Regions from separate parts of the Arabidopsis thaliana genome. Here region 1 is linked to region 2. The links are chromatin contacts, called in public ChIA-PET maps. All regions are on one chromosome and are shown on one strand. The core of a region is the stretch at or near the end of the contact, and the rest is flanking DNA. Distances in the headings are between cores, read along the strand shown.

Region 1 (3,356 bases), core at 705-3,204, 42 kb after region 2:
ATATACAGTCAACAACCAAAAGCTTTCTTTACATCTTTTAGTCCATCAATGTGCACGACGATGATTGTTATATCATCTGTCCGAGTTTCATACTGTAGCCATAGCCTATATGATTCAGCAACAATTGCAGCACAAGCATCTCGAGGATCCTTATGTTTTGCAACCTGAAAAAGAATACATTCAAATTTTGTGAGACTTCTTCCTCTACTTAGGGAACTGTGATGAAACAAGACTGCGGAGGGAAGAATACCTTACCATGTCAACCACCGTTTGACTAGAGATGAACTCAAATACGCCATCACTAGCAACCACAAAGAAAGGATTATCCGGTGTGAGCTCAACAACAGCAATCTCAGGGTTAGCAACAACACCAATTGTCTCTGCAATAGAATCACCAATACTCCTGGTAAAAGCAGTTCCAGGATACATTCCATTAGGCACCCAAAGTCTCGGAGGGTCTCCATCATCATCTTCCTCAGTACCCCAACACTGAACATCAGGATTTTTCAAGCCTTCAATCTGATCAAGAGTAAGAACTCTAGCACCACAAAGCTTAACCCTTTCAAGCTCATCAGGTCTAAAAGGAGTCTGGTCAATAGACAAATCAACAGCTACAAGATCACCATCCCTCTTCTCAGCTAAAACCGCCCTGGAATCACCTGCATTCGCCACATATATCGTCCTTCCTCTAACCATAACCGTAATCGCAGTAGTCCCACTCATACTATCATCTACCAAATCAGCATGTAACTGAGAATTCGTGGTCAAGAAAGCCGAATTACAAGCCTCAGCAGGATCCACACGAAACCTACCATGTCTAAGAAGATTCTCACACAACCTCCGCTTCACAAACTGAGAACACTGAGCACCAAACTCACCATGCCCATCAAAAACCCCAAAGAAATGATCATCCGAATTACTCCCAAAAGGAGTATGAATAGCGAAACTATCTTGATTGGCCTTATCAAGAGCATCAGGATAATACCCTCTTTGAGACAAAAACGAGCATCTCAATTCATAGTTACAAGACGGAACCTTGACAACCCTTGACCCATCTGGTGGTAGAAATTGAGAAGAAACCCTAGAAAGCCGAGTAATCCCCCATTCCTGGTCTCTACTCAAACCAAGCTGATGAATTTCGTCGTTATCTACATCATCCACCGCATCTGAAGAGAAATTAAACACCGGATTATCCTCCTCAACCGCCGCCGCCGCCGCAGTAGCTCTCGTGCCACCTCTGGACGGAGCTTGTTGATGCGTTTGCCTGATACTATTCTCTTTCGTAGCACAAATCTGACCAATGCAAGTTTTGGAATAAGCACAACCCATCACTGAGAGAGAGATGAAGATAACACAAAACCCTTAAAGTAAGCTACTTATTCAACGAATCATTGAAGTTTTTTCAGAAACCGCCGGAGATAGTAACGGAAGTCCAAACAGTTTCTTTTGTTCAAAAGCTCATGACTTTCCTCGAAAGTATCAAACTTTCCTCGAGAAAATTTCGAAAAAGACAAGATAATGTGACTGGGGAATCTAATGGAGATTGCAGATTGGGAAAAAAAAAAGAGAAATGGAATCGGAGAGTTAAAAGAGTGAATCAATACAAAAACTTTATAACGAAAATTTTGACAGAGAAAGAAAAAAAAAAAGAAAGATCCCGGAAAAATCTCTAAAGATTCTTTGATAACAGAAATTTGAAAGTGAAGAAATTTGGGAAAGACAAGTTCGTTCTCTCGATCTACTTCAAGTAAGAACCGTTGCTGAGAGAAGAAGAAGGGATAAAATAAAAAAATATTGATAGTTTTTGGTAACTAATGAATGATTTTTATTTTTATTATGATTTGGTGTTGTTGTGTATGTGTTACAGCCAATGGAATAGCTGCTGGAGAGTGAGTGATTGGGATAGAGGAACAAATTAAGCTAAAGCTTTGGACTGATGCCAAATTGTATTTACAACAATTGAATTAGGCCTACCATTAGGATATTCATAAAGGATCGGTTTGGATAATTCGGATTTAAAGTATAATTAAAATAAGAATCCGAATTTAAACCAAAATAAATTCTGTTTGTTTTGGTTCAGGTATTTTAAAGAAGACCGAATTAAAACCAAAATACTTGGTAAGAGCAAATGTTATGCATGGGCCGATCTTAACCTATAAAATTTTAAGTATAGTTTTCTCAATTGTAAAATATATAAAATATAAATATAAGTATATATATAAAAGATAATTATTTTACCAGAATAGTTTGTTTATAGTTAGGTTTATATCTTTTTGTTTACTATGACATTTTATTTTGGTTGTAATGTTTTAGAATGGATGTTTGTTGAAGGGAAAAAAATAAAAGAATGTTTTAAAAGTAAACTAATGTTCTTACCAAAAAAAAAAGTAGACTACTGTTTTTTCTAGTATTAAACTTTGTTAATTTAGGTCATATAATTGAATGATTTATATTCTAATTAATGTGCATTAAACAAAATCTAAGCATTTAATATATAGAAATTTGAAATAATTAATTTAGTAATAATAAGGAAAGTTGAAAAAAAATTCAAAATTTGATAACTCTATATATTGGAAGAAATTTAGGTGTGTTTGGTAAGTGGGTTAAAGAAAATGAGGATAAGAAAATGTGTTTGACAAATGTAATAGTAGATTTAAATAAATAAAAATCTTGAGAAAACTTATAGGCTTGCCACATAAGCATAATAACTCTCTTTAATTATATAAAGGATATCAATTTTATGGTGTTCTAATAATTCAGGTTATATATTATTTAGTTATTATGGCTATTTTGAGAAAACTAGTATAGATACTAGCTAGTTCAATTTCGATATAAATTTGATTAATTCTACTAAGTTTCAGTTTTACTTTTAATGAAAGTTGATTAAATACTAAAATCTTAAGAGTCAAAATTTTAAAGTTGGCGTCAATTTGTTAATCAAATTTGAATTTTTTAGTTTTGGTAGATCGAGTTAGTCAGATGATACTTCTTAACCCAAAACAAAAATGGTAATGAAAAAAGTGTTTTCGAATCAGATGAGTTTGGTCCAATTTAATTTGGATAATTTGTCCATGCCTATTTAGAATTAGTTTTTGTATGTCTAGTTGAGATATAACTTCTTCTTTTTTTGGAAATATACATTTCATCGAAATAAAACTCAAATGTTAGTAGAAGGATAACATGCACTAGAACAAACTGTTAGACTACTAATTTTGTTGAGTAGTGTTTTTTCTATCAACAACATTTAGTATGTGGATTTGAATTCGAATGATGACACAAGAACTATATTACCACAAAACAATATTAATGATTTATAGTTCACACGTACATTTTACTAGATTTGAATACAAATCAGC
Region 2 (3,314 bases), core at 304-2,803:
ATATGCCTAATGGAAAAAGCAAACAGAAAAGATAGTACTTGAAGAGCTGAAAGAACCTTGAATGTGTAGCTACCATTGGGAGCAACATTACACTGATAGTAATGGGTCTTCCCGCTATCCCATTGCAACTGGGGAAATGAAGCATGATAGAAAATGCAGTTAATACAACTTTGATACCAAACTCAACTTCTTGTAAAATTACCTTCAGAAACGCAAACATGAAAATATAAACAAAACCCAATAGAATAGAACAATACCATTCTTCGGTCCTTTTGGGGACAATAATGCCGGCCCAAGCGGTCCCAAACCGCTGCTTCATATTCAACCATTGGCAAATCTTTCCACAGTCTAATCTCATCAGCAGTTATAACCTGGCCCACATGTTGCCTGTATAACATCAAATAAAGAAAAAGTTAAGCATCACCAAAAGAGGTAATTGTCACCATCAAAACCAAACAATTACAATAGGTGGATAAGAGAATATAGAGATGTAAGAAATTGGGAAACTTGCATAACAAACATTACCCTGGAATATAGCTAAGTAACAAAAACACCTTCTTAAATTCAAGTTCACCCAAAGCTACCAGCTGGGGAATGTGCAGAGATCCTCCTTTGTCTTCACTTTTCAAAGACTTAGGAGAAGGAGCATCAGAATCAACAGACATCTCTTCTGCAATCGCCAACAATCATAAGAAAAGTAAAGATTTTTACTATCCAAATTCACATTTTCACAAGCAAAGAGAGTTTGTTTCTGATACTAACCTTGAAGAACCCTGGACACGTGTCTTCCAGAGGGGCTAAGAGAGTTCGCCGGCTGTGGATAGCCAGTAAAACTAACGGCTTGGTTAACCTTAGAAACGATGAAGCTGTCGAGGTTGTATATCAAACCAGCCTGCAAACTAAAAACTTTCCTGACCAACTCAAAACCCAAATTCTCAGGAATCGAAGACAGTCTCTGTCTCGTCTCATCATTAATCGGAGTAAGATTGTGTTTTCTGTAGATATTCTCTAAAGCTGTTTCAATCCGACCCGAAAGAGCGATCCTTATCCTCGAAGAAGCTTGATTCATGCTGCGAAAATTTATCATTTTTCTTCCCGTTCGTCGGAATCTCACACTTTCTTCTTCTTCTCTCTTACTTCAGAATTTAAGGGTTGCCAAAAAAAAATACCCAGTAGAGAAACAGTTTCTACTGTTAGTGATTGGATTTGATTTGACGATGACACAAGAAGAAACAGAGAGGAAATAAAAAGGTCGGAGCTTTTTCTCTAGATTTTCTTTTGACTCCATTGAAACAAATTCATCTAACCGCTTCGGCGCTTACTCAAGTAATTGACATGAATGCCTTTACTCTTAGTCTGGGAATTACCAAAATGCCAGATTTTTGTCGTCACCCGATGCAAACGCCAAGACATATCGCGTTTTCTGCAAACGATTAATTCGTCGATAAACCGGGTTGAACCACGGGTAGCCTGTTCAGTAAACGGGTTCGATCCCTGAAACGGCACCGCTTTGATAGGTTTTAAGTAGGGCTAGCTGAAACGTCGTCGTTCTTGCGTTTTCGTCCCACAATCTTTGTCGTGGTTTTCTGCTGTCTTCTTCTCCGTCGAACTTCTCCGACCACTTCGTATAGAGAGAGAGAGTGACGAAGAGTTTACGGGTATTTGTTTCATCACTACCATAATTGACTCTCAATATCAAATCACATTGAGAGAAGCTAATTTCTTCTTGTTCTTAGCAAAAAGATTAGTCTTTTTTTGTTCCTGAATTTTGTTTTTTGCAGAATCGAATCCAATAATGAGTACTGCGTCGGCTTTTAGTTCAATCCAAGGATGCTGGTTCAAGGTCAATTCCTAAAACTCTTCAAAATCTCTGTTTTTTTTCCCACTGAATCCACATTCAAGCTCATTGTAGCTTGTGTTGTGTTATTGCAATCTGATAATCATGTAAATGTGGGTTTTCTTTGTTTTGAAAAGGGCGAAAGGAAAATTGTGTAGCGGATAAGCGAGCCAAGAGGCTTACTTTGGGATCCCATGTGGCTTCGCCATCTTCAATGAGCTTCAGAGTTTCAGCTAGTAGTTCTGTTAAACCTGAAAAGGATATTAGGATTGGTCTTCTTGGTGCAAGTGGCTACACTGGTGCTGAGGTTTGTGCAATGTTGAATCTGTCTGTTTCAAGTTTAATTTTCTTGGAATTGTTTGTTTTAGTGATCTCTTTGGTTTTGCAATGAATCAGAGCTTAAGTGGTATGCATCTTGTTGCAAGTTTTTGACTTTTTGGGTATTGGCCTTCTAATTTAGCTTAAGCTGTAAACATATGCAAAGTTAATCTTTTCTCGATAAAAGGAAGAGAAAAGTCTTATAGTCGTTGCTTTAAAGTTGTTTAAAATTACAAGGGAAAGAATGGATGAGGCATTCAAGGTTTCATTCAAACCCATGAGATGGTAAGTTTACTCTTCTTTATTGAATTGCAGATCGTTAGGCTTCTTGCAAATCATCCGCATTTCCAGGTCACTTTGATGACTGCTGATAGAAAAGCTGGCCAGTCAATGGAAAGCGTTTTCCCACACCTGAGAGCTCAAGTATAAGTGATTTCTATCCCTAGTAATATACCAAGAAATGAATCTGTTCAATGTTACTTTGTGATGGTGTATATTGATTAATAATTGAACCTTTACTGTCCACAGAAACTACCTACTTTGGTCTCGGTAAAGGATGCAGATTTTTCTACTGTGGATGCTGTATTCTGCTGTTTACCTCACGGAACAACTCAGGTTCATTTTCCTTTCATTCTTCCATTTCAATTTCTTAAAGCTTTTCTTAGCTTAACGGAAATGAGTGTGTATTTCAACAGGAAATCATCAAGGAACTGCCTACTGCATTGAAAATCGTTGATCTTTCAGCGGTAATCCTTGAAGAACTGTTTTTTTTTTGTTCCTTTTCTTTCAGTTATAAGCCCATCTAAAATACGCTTTTCAGGACTTCCGGTTGCGTAATATTGCAGAATATGAAGAATGGTATGGTCAGCCTCACAAGGCAGTAGAGTTACAGGTACATTTCTCTCAATGTTATTCCTTGATTTTAGGTCTGTTGTGTTCATAATGGTTATACTTACCAAGTGTCCTACGGGGTTCAGAAAGAAGTTGTGTATGGTCTAACAGAGATACTAAGGGAGGACATAAAAAAGGCACGACTTGTGGCTAACCCAGGCTGTTACCCGACTACGATTCAACTTCCTCTTGTTCCTTTACTAAAGGTTTGTTTTTCTATTCTTTTCTGGTATGCGATTTTACTTAACTGCCTAGTCTTCCGTCTCTC

What was found. ChIA-PET counts read pairs in DNA pulled down with a chosen protein or histone mark.
Region 1: a contact with region 2 is called in an H3K4me3 ChIA-PET map of shoot, with 14 read pairs. The contact joins the promoter of AT2G20050 here to the promoter of AT2G19940 in region 2. A contact is called at or near these places in 2 of 26 Hi-C or Micro-C datasets (leaf and vegetative nucleus) and 1 of 2 datasets of contacts at active chromatin or transcription factors (shoot).

Annotation. Positions count from the first base shown.
Region 1 is chr2:8,652,865-8,656,220 of TAIR10.1, forward strand. AT2G20050 (protein phosphatase 2C and cyclic nucleotide-binding/kinase domain-containing protein) reads right to left here and starts at 1,955. Exons shown (of 14, transcript NM_127563.6): 1 at 256-1,955; 2 at 33-164. The coding sequence starts at 1,329.
Region 2 is chr2:8,611,373-8,614,686 of TAIR10.1, forward strand. It overlaps AT2G19940 (Putative N-acetyl-gamma-glutamyl-phosphate reductase), which reads left to right and starts at 1,554. Exons shown (of 15, transcript NM_127552.8): 1 at 1,554-1,658; 2 at 1,782-1,843; 3 at 1,975-2,144; 4 at 2,471-2,578; 5 at 2,684-2,770; 6 at 2,851-2,901; 7 at 2,976-3,047; 8 at 3,133-3,252. The coding sequence starts at 1,831. AT2G19930 (RNA-dependent RNA polymerase family protein) reads right to left here and starts at 1,276. Exons shown (of 18, transcript NM_001335651.1): 1 at 763-1,276; 2 at 526-670; 3 at 258-387; 4 at 57-128. The coding sequence starts at 1,087.